3 separate regions of the Mus musculus genome follow, and regions 1 and 3 are each linked to region 2. A link is a contact called in public ChIA-PET and Hi-C data. All regions are on one chromosome and are shown on one strand. Each heading gives the region's core, a stretch centred on a gene start, on an enhancer-like site or on the middle of the called end of the contact. The rest is flanking DNA. Distances are from core to core; before and after follow the strand shown. Region 1 holds the start of Vps54 (VPS54 GARP complex subunit). Region 2 has its middle 57 kb from the start of Peli1. Region 3 has its middle 66 kb from the start of Vps54.

Evidence for each region. A called contact is a pair of places that touch in the nucleus more often than the background predicts. ChIA-PET counts read pairs in DNA pulled down with a chosen protein or histone mark.
Region 1: a contact with region 2 is called in a Hi-C map of uterus, with 1.7 times the contacts expected there. The contact joins the promoter of Vps54 here to the enhancer-like site in region 2. A contact is called at or near these places in 1 of 39 promoter capture datasets (cranial neural crest), 3 of 484 Hi-C or Micro-C datasets (the N1E-115 cell line, embryonic stem cells and uterus), 7 of 115 datasets of contacts at active chromatin or transcription factors (CD8 T cells, acute myeloid leukemia, bone marrow-derived macrophages and 4 more) and 2 of 9 other capture datasets (adipose tissue and embryonic stem cells).
Region 3: a contact with region 2 is called in an RNA polymerase II ChIA-PET map of memory CD8 T cells, with 13 read pairs. The contact joins two enhancer-like sites. A contact is called at or near these places in 28 of 484 Hi-C or Micro-C datasets (3T3-L1-derived adipocytes, B cells, the Ba/F3 cell line and 11 more) and 3 of 115 datasets of contacts at active chromatin or transcription factors (CD8 T cells, embryonic stem cells and memory CD8 T cells).

Annotation. Positions count from the first base shown.
Region 1 is chr11:21,237,169-21,240,698 of GRCm38.p6, reverse strand. It overlaps Vps54 (VPS54 GARP complex subunit), which reads right to left and starts at 1,667. Exons shown (of 23, transcript NM_139061.5): 1 at 1,328-1,667.
Region 2 is chr11:21,032,081-21,035,838 of GRCm38.p6, reverse strand. No RefSeq gene overlaps it. Among named protein-coding and RNA genes, the nearest start is that of Peli1, 57 kb to the left of the region's middle. Within about 2 kb of position 1,873, at least 145 of the 459 cell types and tissues checked have an H3K27ac peak or open chromatin away from gene starts, as enhancers often do. A contact at or near this core is called in CD8 T cells, the N1E-115 cell line, Th1 cells and 7 more, where this site is marked.
Region 3 is chr11:21,170,774-21,174,336 of GRCm38.p6, reverse strand. No RefSeq gene overlaps it. Among named protein-coding and RNA genes, the nearest start is that of Vps54, 66 kb to the left of the region's middle. Within about 2 kb of position 1,851, at least 40 of the 459 cell types and tissues checked have an H3K27ac peak or open chromatin away from gene starts, as enhancers often do. A contact at or near this core is called in CD8 T cells, Th1 cells and memory CD8 T cells, where this site is marked.

The DNA.
Region 1 (3,530 bases), core at 418-2,917, 210 kb before region 2:
ATACATGCAAATTTAATCCTCTGTTCCTAGTAAACTCTAGATAACTTTGCCAGTTATAATTTTGAAAACAATGAAAAACATTTTAGAAAGCCAAATGCTGTAGCAGCAATACCACAAGAACAAATTATATGAGTGTCAACAACAACACACGGATAGTGTGTACAGTTTTACTGTGAACAGACTGGTACTTATAGTAACAGTTCTAAGGTTGCCAGAACACAGTTTAAAACTAGCCAAAAGACAATACAAAAGTTAGCATCTAACATCCTAAACTACAACTATCAAGTACAAAGTGACCAATTTTACCTAATGATAATTAGTGTAGAGCACCAATACCCACTTCTAGGAAACCCAACTCACTGTACTACATACAGTCAGACATATCCTATCATTACATCTGTTCCAGCCAAACTGCTAGGGAGTCAAATAGTTTTCCAATTAGAGCTCCCATTTATAAAACTCAATGCCCATCAAGACCTGCAGCATAAGTTATCACCTTCTTCTCCATATACCACAAACAGCGTATCATAATATCCCCTGCCCGCTGAACATGTATTAAGACTGACCTGAGTTTGAGAACCCGAAATTAAATCAATTAGAAAACAGAAGTAGCCCAATTTAATTCTTCGAAAGTAAAAGACGTCTCTATAAGGACCAAAAACCAAACTTGGTTAAAAAGGTATTTTAAGAAACACTTTGTAACTCTAATAGGCCAAAATTCTTTAAAAAAAAAAAAAAAAAAGTCACCCTAAGCCATACACGGACAGGCCAAGTAGCTAATTATAATGGTCAGGCAAAAGTTCCCAGACAACCCACAGGGAACAGGGAAGGCCTGTCTTTGTATCCCTGCAGACAGCAGTTAGCAAAACTGAAAGAAATAAAATAATTTAAACTACAATGCAAAACTGCACAATGCCGAGTTCTTCTTTGGTTTAGTATTCTCGGGCGGGGGGGTGGGGGGGCGGTGTTTTTATTCTAGAAGGCTCCAAGAGGGGTTCAGGCCTGGCTGAAAGGAGACAGGGAAAGTTTGGGCTCCGCGTCTACAAGGACTGATGGAAGTTGCTGGTCCCGGATTCCGGAGAGGGGCGAGGGGACTGGGGCGGCACCTGCGGACGCCGGCCGGGGCTGGGGCACAGCTGCCGGCCCGGATCCTGGGAGTGCCGAGAAGGAAGTGGTGGTGGCGGGGAGGATGAAGCTTCGGCTCGGTCACCGGCTCCGAAACTCTGTCAGCTCCAAGCCCCGAGGAGACGGAGGGGGTGGGGTCCCGCCGCCCCGCCGGTCACCGGGTCGGGGGAGGGTGGCCGCGAAGCGCGGGCCCGGCACCTACCTGCGGTCCCGGGCGGCAGCCCCAGACGAGGCCTAGTGCACCGCCGCCTCCATCCCTCCACGTCGCGCCGAGACTGCTGCTCCGCGGCCGCCGCCGCCCTGCGCGCCGGGTCCGAGCCCGGTTCCCGCCTCCGCCCCGCGCCTGCTGGCCGGCGGGCCCGGGAGCACAGGGCCGCCCTCTCGAGCCCAGCGCCGCTCGGGGGCAGAGCGGCCGCGGCGGGCCCCTCACGTCTCGCCCGGGTGTCCTGTCAGCCAGCAGTCTCCCCCGGGTCCGCAGCGCCGCCTCCGCCGCTGCTGCCGCCGCCTCTCCCACATCCCCGGCCTCCAGGGGAGCCGCCGCCGCGCCGCGACCACCGCCCCCGGCGCCTCAGCTCCCCACGCCGCCGCCCGCCTCACGCCACCGGCCCGGCGCGGCTGGGTCCGCGGAGAGCGTGCAGCAGGCCGCCGCCGCCGCCAGGCCGCCGCAGCCCCCAGCCCACAATCCACCGCGGCGTCGCCGGGGCGGGAGGGCCGCGGCCAGACCGGGAGTCGCCGCGCAGCTCCGACAGGGCCTGGCGCGGCCGCCGCAGAGCTAGCGACCCCAGAGCGGGGACGACCCCGCGTGGCTGCCCCGTGCCTCCCCCTGTCGTCCTCGTAAAGGCAGGAGTCGTCTCGGATCTGCGCTCCAGCTCGCACGGTTCCCCCCCCCCGCCCAGGTTGTCCAAAGAAGCCGAGCGTTGCCTTCCGCCTTCCCTGGCGAGCGGGCGGGAGCGGACCCCTCGCCCCCCAGACCAACTGACTCCCGGCCGCTTACACCCACTAAAGCCCTAGCTTCCGCCTGCCCTGACTCCCTCAGCCCCTCATAGTAAACAAACATGGCTCCGTCTCCAAAATTAATGCCTTTCAAAGGTGAAAGGTCAACTCCAGATACCCCACTGGCCTCCAGCACTTAAGGCCTTTTGAGGCTACCCTGTCCCCCCAGTTCCTGGCTTCCAATCACCTGTCACATTTCTCAGGCGCATAAGTCAGTTGTCCCTGCCCTTTAAAAATCTGAAAAACTTGGGTGTGTGTGCTTATTATTAAAATCTATTTGTGATTCCTAACAGCATTTCCAATTAGGCTGAGTTCAGAGAGAATTGTGATCTTACTAGTAAAATTACCATCTGCAAGATAGGGTGTCTTAGACTACAATATGTTTATAAGTCTCCAATCACCTTTGGTTGATTCAGGAGTCTTGAGACTCAGAGCCACCAAGGTCTGGAAAAATAAGAAAAAAAGTCTTAATTACTTGAGGGTCTTTCTTAACTTTATGAAGATTTTATTCCATTTTGGAACTGTTTAGCCTACAAATAAGTTTCATGCATTTCAAAAGTCTGTTTTACAAAGCAAAAGTGAAAATGTAACTCAGTAGTTAACTGGAAAAAGAAACTGATGCAAGTCTTGGTCTTAGTAAGTCATTGAAAATTGCTAACAGCTTTTGTTAATTTACTCACCAAAAAGGTATGGTTGGTCAGGCAGTGGTGGCGCATGCCTTTAATCCTAGCACTTGGGAGGCAGAGGCAGGCAGATTTCTGAGTTTTGAGGCCAGCCTGGCCAGCCTGGTCTACAGAGTTCCAGGGCAGCCAGGGCTACACAGAGAAGCCCTGTCTAAAAAAAAAAAAAAAAAAAAAAAACAAGAAAAAAAAAAAAAGGTATGGTTGAAGGACAGAAAGGACACAGAGAAAGGAAAACACAAAAGATTAGCCAAAAGAAAAGTCCTGCGCTATATTTTTCTGAATTCAACTCTTTACAATGGAGCCAGGCACAATGGAGCAGTCCTGTAATCCCAGCATTTTGGAGTAGAGACTTGAGGATCAGGAGTTCAAAGCCACCCTCAGAGTCCACATGGGACACTCAAGGCCTGCCTGGGTAATGTGAGACTATCTCAAAAAGAAAAGAGGAAAAAAAAAAAAAAAACTCTACAATAAAGAGGGTAAGAATACATCCAACAAATAATAAATACATGTTCTAGTTTGCTTCTCCATTGCTGTGGTAAAACACCAAGACCAAAAACAACTTGAAGAGAAAAGGGTTTATTTCTTCTCTCAACTCCGAGGTCATAGTGTCACTGAGGGAAGTCAGAGCAAAGAGTCAACCGGAAACAGAGACCTGAGAACACTATTGCTGCCTGGCTTCTATCCCAGAGCTTGCTCTGCTTGCTTTTTTATCCCACTCAGGACCATTTG
Region 2 (3,758 bases), core at 624-3,123:
CAGCCTTTTCTAATCAGGGACAATTAGGTATCTGAGAATCTTTTCAATTTTTGGAAAATCAGTTCTAATAGAAACTCAGAAATTAGCCAGGCAGTAGTGGTACACACTTTTAATCCCAGCACTCAGGAGGCAGAGGTATGTGGATCTCTGAGTTCGAGGCCAGAGGCCAGCATTGTTCTACAGAGCAAGTTCCAGGATAGCCAGGGCTACAAAGAGAAGAAAGAAAAAAAAAAAAAAAAAAGGAAGAAATAAATAAAGACATTAAGGTGAATGAAGAATGAGAACAATGTCTGAAAACATCAAAATAGTGGTCTTCCCAGTGTGTGTTAAAGGCATGTGAAACTGGAAGTAGAATCCACCATCACTAATTACTGAATGGCTAGGTATAGTCACATAAAAGGATGCATTTGAGCCGGGTGTGGTTTTAATCCTTTAATCCCTTATTTAAAAGGAGTGCATGCCTTTAATCCCAGCACTCAGGAGGCAGAGGCAGGCAGATTTCTGAGTTCGAGGTCAGCCTGGTCTACAGAGTGAGTTCCAGGATAGCCAGGGCTACACAGAGAAACCCTGTCTCAAAAAAACAAAACAAAACAAAACAAACAAAAAAAAAACAACAACAAAAAAGGGTGCATGTGCTCCAATAGAGCACACTTTCTTACTAGTCTCCTTTAAGACATTCTTTCCTACGTTTAAGATCTATTTGCATAAGTATATAGTAAGATAAGTTTAAATTGCCATAAGGAAGTCTGTTTATATTTGTCTTCTACCAAAATCTCATTTTTGTCATCTTGCTGAAACAGCCATTTAAGTCACACAGAAAAGGAAAGCCCAGTTTTGGTGACATTCTGTTTTAATTCCAGCACCCTGGAGCCTGAGGTGGGAGGCCTGACAAGAATCTGAGGCCAGCCTGGGTTGCACAGTGAGTTCGAGGCCAGCCTGGGGGATATGTAGCAAGACCCTGTCTCCAACAATCAAAACAAAAACAAAGAACAAAACGACTTCTCCCAACCTCCACCTCCCAACCCTCCCCTGCTCTCAGCCTTCACATACAACAAAACATCAAATAGGAGCATGGTTTATGATCCAAAATGGGCATGATTTATGGGCCCAGCAAGCAGTCCTGACCCGCGCAAGTGTCTGTCTTGCATATGTAGATGGGGGTTGAAAAGGCATTTCTGGCCAGGACCCTTCCCCCAAAGCATTTTTGCAGTTTCTCTGTGCCAACTCATCTGTGGATATATCATTTTAATCCTCCATAATCGTAGATCTGTAAATCTGCGTGTGAGTCGCCGTCGTCTCCCCCTCCCCCCCCCCTTCTTCTTCTTCTCTGTGGAAAGGATTCCTCTCTACCCCTTGGAGCTTAACTGCAGTTAAGAATGTGACCAGGAGGTCACATTTAGATTAGAACCCAGTAAAACCTGATGAGCTTGCTAAGCAGGACAACGGGGGAAACTCACAGGTCCAACTGTGGCTGCTTTCCTCTGGAGTGGGTGTGGGCGGGGGGTCACGGGAGTGCCTAACAGGAAGTGAATCTGGCTCAGGCTCAGGCCACAGGCCACAAGCCAGGAGACCCAGGCATTAATTCCTTGGGTTAACCAGCAGGTTGGAGATGTAAGGGATTGGTTGCCTTGGAGCATCATCTCCCTCGCCCTGGCCCCAGCAGCTGCTAATTGGCTTTCTCTTCACAAGCAGCTTTCCTTCTCCATTCTGTCTCTGAGGGAATTTCCCAAACTAACCTTGTCTAAGCTTTCCCGAGGGACTGTTTGTGGGGGCAGGTGGAGGAATTTCCCACCTTCTGACCACAGTGTAGCCTGGAGAGATTTACTGCTGATCTCCCATTTGGGGAGGTTTCTTTTTGGCGCACCACGACTTCCTGTTTCCCAGCGGTCTCTGCTCTCAGCAGAGGGAAAACGAACGTGTTTATAATACAGTGATGCACACCTCCTCCCTACTCCTAGTTCTGGGCCACTGTGACATTGAATTTGTAAGCCAGGCCCCGGGAACCTTGCTGAGAGATTTGGGTGGATAACACTGAAAATTACAGAAGTATTTGGAGTATAGCTTGTCATTCGTGTGCCACAGAAAAGATTGTTTCATAGATTTGTCGCTCCTGATTTAAAGGAGCTTGAAATGCCTCTGTTAACAGAAACCACTAGGAGCTGGAGAGATGCCTGAGAGCATTGGAGTTTGGGTCCCAGTATTTGCATAGTGCATCTACTCACACCCAGTAGAGACTCTAGCTTCGGAACAAATGAGGCCTCTGGCCTGCACAACATGCACATATGTGCACATACCCACATGCACATAATTAAAAATAAAAAGTGCTGGGGATGGAACTCAGATCGTCACAAAGGCTAGGCAAGCACCGCATGCCCCTGCACATGCCACACCCTCAATGCCCCTTTCTCTTTCACTTAATAACAGGGCGCTGCCGCTCACGGAGCGCCCAAGTGTGATAAGCACGGTGCCGGGGAGTTTGCGTTCCCTTCTCATTTGATTCTGGTAAAAGTCCGGAGAAGTAGGCCTCATTAGACCTAATTAACCAGCGGGGTGGGTGGGGGTGGGGGGTAGCAGACAGCTACCTTTCCCTGGCTGGTATTTATTTATTTATTTATTTATTATTTGGGGGAGGGGGAGAAAAGGGTTTATTTGGCATACACTCCTATATTGCTGTTCATTATTGAAGGAAGTCAGAACAGAAACTGAAATAGGGCAGGATCCTGGAGGCAGGAGCTGATGCAGAGGCCTTGGAGGAGTGCTGCTTACTGGTTTGCTTCCCATGGTTTGCTCAGCCTGCTTTCTTACAGAATTGGCACTACATACCATGGCCTTGGGCCTCCCCCATCTTTCTCATTGATCACTAATTTAGAAAATGCCTTACAACTGGGTCTCATGGAGAGATTTCCTCAACTGAGGCTCCTTCCTCTCTGATGACTCTGTCTGTGTGGAGTAGACACAAAACCAGCCAGTATAGTAAGCCATTATATAGTCACTTGCTGATTTTAGAAAAGTGTAAGGGGGGAGAGAGAGAGAGAGAGAGAGAGAGAGAGAGAGAGAGAGAGAATATGATGATGATGATGATGATGTTATTGCCTGGACTCAGCACTCTAGAGAAACCCTGGCTGGTTTTAAACAGCGCTCCAAGTGTGTGGAATGCCCAAAGTCCATATTCATAGTCATTCAGCCATGAGTTTGTATCAAAATTTGGGGCTTTTTCATGGGTCTTTAAAGTGGTGGGAACAAAGTGGTGGGAAGGAGCAGAGCCTCAAAACCAAAAATATTTTTTGAAGCAGTATGGGTGGTCTTTACTGATGGCCACTGTAGCCAGCAGGTCCTCTTTACTGCATCGGGGGAACTCCTGCTGACCCGGAAGGTGCTGAGAATAAACATATGCAAGTTACATCAGTCAAACCACCTAACTAGTTCTTTCTCCTAGAGAACTTTTCCATTTAACCCTGCTTGCTACCCTAGCTTTGTTCATTTTATCAAGGTCCTTAGAATTACTTCCCTGGGGGGCAGGTCCAGCCTTTCTCTGACCCTGAGTGGAGGAGGTTTACTTAATTTTCTGGAAACTGTATTCTACAGTTCAACTACTTTCCTGACTCTTAATTGCCTTTAAACCTGCCAAATTAATGCCTGTGTGTATGCATGTGTGCATGCATGCATGTATGTGTATACAGGTATATGTGTACACTCTCACATGTACTTGTGTGCTCATGTGGTCTGGGTCCTCAAGAGGATAGATTATTCACAACAGG
Region 3 (3,563 bases), core at 602-3,101, 140 kb before region 2:
AATAGCAGGTAGCGTACCACTACCAACTAATGACCTCCGCAGAATCCTTGGACCTATCTGCGGGTCTTCTGTAGCCCTTTTTTCATAATTAATATTATTTTAAATAACTTGACTCTTTGCTTGATATAAATAACCAAGCTTGTCTTGCTGGTGTGAAACAGCACAGCGCCCCCACCCAGTCCGTCAGTCCCCGAGTCACCCCTACCCTGCATTTCTAGTTCCCACTGCATTTCTAGTTCTTTACATGTGAGCTTTGGTTTACAGGAGTTGTCCAACAGTTCTTGTATTTCCACTCTCAGCATCCTGTGGATGTGTGCTTTGTTCAAGCATCTCTGAAACATAGAAGGACTAGGCTTGGATGAGGCTTAGATCCCACTCTTAAAGCTTTTACATTGATTGCCTCAAAGCATAGCCCACACATCCCATCCATGTGGATAAATGTCAAGAGAGATAGATGGGGCTAGATAGATAGATCGATCGATCTATTTCTCCAGTTCTTTTGGACTGAGTACTAGACTTGACTTACCCCTCCTCACTTCTTGAGGATCATGTCACATGACCTCCCTGACCCAGGGTTTGGTTTTTTTTTTTCTCTATCTTATTTTGCTTTATCTTTTATCTTCAGCAGAAGCAGCATTTCAAAACATCAAGGCTGACTCCATAGTCAGCATTTGAATGTACTTATGTACACTTAAATATGCTTAAGTGCAGATGTTCCCCTGAATCTATGTGTATTTATGTCTATGTGTGCACATACATACATATGTATATGCATGTGAAGGTCAGAGTACAACTTGAGGAGCCCTTCCTTGTTTTGGAAATAGGGTCTCTCACCTGTGACTTGGCGCTCACCTGTTAGGTTAAGCTCACTGTAGCTGAGTCCCAGAGATCTGTTGCTATCTCACCAGTACTGGAATTTTAAGTGTGTGCCACCTTGCCCAGCTTTTAACTGTGGAGAGCTTTGGGGGCTAGAAACTTGGCAGGAATGTGACTTTGGGCCAGGACAGGGAAGTGGGCTCAGATATCTTGGTCATCCTGATAAGCTCCTAGAAACAGTGATCAAGGGACCTTGTTTATTGCCTTGCTTGTTCCTTGACTATTTGTGTTTATTGTCTTCCTTGTTCCCTTGACCTACCACTGACCTTATCACTTGCATGAAATTAAAATGGTATAAAAGCAGACTGGGAAAAAATAAACCCGCTTCAGCCTCAGCACTGGCTGGGGTCAGGCAACAGTGTTGTCTAATTGTCTTTTTTTTTTTCTTTTTAATCCTTGCTCCTGCCCTGGAGAACCTGTTGACTGACTGAGCTGGCTTAGTCATTTAACATAAGTTTTGGGAATGTCCTCAGGCTTGTGTAACAATAGCCCAAGTACCGTCCCTGAGTTTGTGTTTTTAACAAAATATAAAATGTTTTTTATAAGTATAGATATTAAAATTCTATACTGTTCAATAGCTCCCATTCTATTTCTTATTTATTTATGTATTGATTGTTTATTTGAGATAATGTCTTACTCAGAGGCCAGGCTGACTTGTTACTAAGTAGTCCATGCTGTCTTCAAACTTAGAGTCCTCAGACTCCTGAGTGCTAAGATTCTAAATGTAAGCTACCACTCTTGGCCCTGTTTCTTTGTGTGTATGCTCAGGCGCGCGCACGTGTGTGTGTGTGTGTGTGTGTGTGTGTGTGTGTGTGTGTGTGTGTGTACAGCCCTTTCTATGTTCACTTATGCTTGTCTACCTCTTGTCCTCTAACTGCTGTAGAAGTTTACCATGACATCTATGTACAATTACCTTATCTCCAACTGACACAGACTGCCTCTAACCACCCTGTACCACAGACAGCAGCCCTGTGATACTCATACTCCTGCCCACCTCCTCATGGCCCTGTGCAGAGGGGATTTCTGAGTCACAGGTACACCCACACACACATGCAGCCAGAAAACTCTTTAGAATAGGTGCGCGTGTACACTCCTAACAGCAGTGAGCATGGGCTCTTGGTTTTTACATGTTTTCTAAGACTATCATGCTTTTCCAGCTTCCCCGTTTTTACAAATCAAAGGGCATTAAGTAGTATCTAGGATTCTTTAACTGCTTTTCTTGATTACGGTGACTCTGAACTTCTCTTGACTCTTAAGCATTTAGGTTAATGCTTCTGAGAACTAGCCACTTAGACCTTCGACAGCATTTCTGTCGTGTGCCTTGTCTGACTTACCAGAGCTCCTTTGCAAGCTGGGTTTTAGCTCCTTGTTGGGTTGAGGCATTACAAGTATCCCTTCCCAGCTGTCCTCTGCCCAAGTTTGTGACAGTATTCATACACCGGCAATCTTATTATTGCTGCAGCCAAACCTGTCAAGCTATTAATCTGTAGCTTGTACTTTTTGAATACTGTTAACAAAGTTCCCACCTCAAAGTCCCATATACACGCACATGTTTCTCTACTAGCTGTTTGGTTTCAGACCTCAGGATAGGCATAGTTTACACATCAAAGCAGACCTGGTCTCCAGGTTCTCCCAGCATCCCTCAGTCCCTACCTGGCATACCCTGCCCCCAGCCCTGAACTTCTAGCCCAGTGCCTGGGCTGCTCTTCCACCAGACAGAGTCTCTTCCCTATATATAATCCAGACATTTTGGTCTCCCTGCTCTCTCCTTCTTTCTCCCCATGGTGACTTCCCTGGCTTTGGTCCTTGGGGCAGTGAATTCACCCAAGATCAGCTTCCCAATAAACCTGCATTTAATATCTAATCTGTCTTGAATTGGCTCACTTTGCTGGCAGAAAAGTAACTTATCACTAGCTTTATCATCTTTCTTATTTTTTTATAATAAATAAAATAAAACATGAGATTGTTATTGCTCTATGCTTTTAACGCTAATGCAGTGCTGGCCATATTCTAGGAACTTAGAAAGTCATAAAGTCTCCTTCCATCTCTAGTCCTGCTTCTTTGGAAGCCAAGTGAAGGGAGGTGGAGGAGGCTCAGAAGGCTCCCTGGTCAAGGGCATCAGAAAGAGCACAGCTTCTCTCTCTGCCCTGTTGAGAGACCAGGCAGTTTCCTCAGGCAGACTGATAGGACATGGCTATGAATGGACAATAAAGATCATTAACCTCCAAGATGGCTGCCTTCTTCACCCTATTGACCTGGGACAAAGGTCTTGTTGGCTTAAAACAGAAGCCTGGTGGGCTTGTTTTTTCTTAGAAGTATGACTCCCCAATGGTGGATTGGTTTGGTCAGTTCAAAGTCAGACCAGGATGTGTTTAGGCCCAACCTATGGACCTATCAACCTCCCTGTCATTGTTCAAACTGGCCAACTCTAAACTGGAGGAAGACCCCCTCACAGACCCCCTCACAGACTCCCGGCCCTCATGGAGAGGCAGAGCCTCTGGAGTGAGCTCTCTATCTGCCCTGCAGAGGCTCTTTCTCTGTGTGCCTTGCTGTGTGTACATTTCCCCCACCAGCTGGCTCTGTTTCTCCAAGTCTGAGTTTCCTTTTACTGCTACCTGCTGTGCTTGGGATGTTTCCTCATTTCTCACTCTTCAACTGGCAGAGAAAGCAAACCCTCAGAGCCCCAG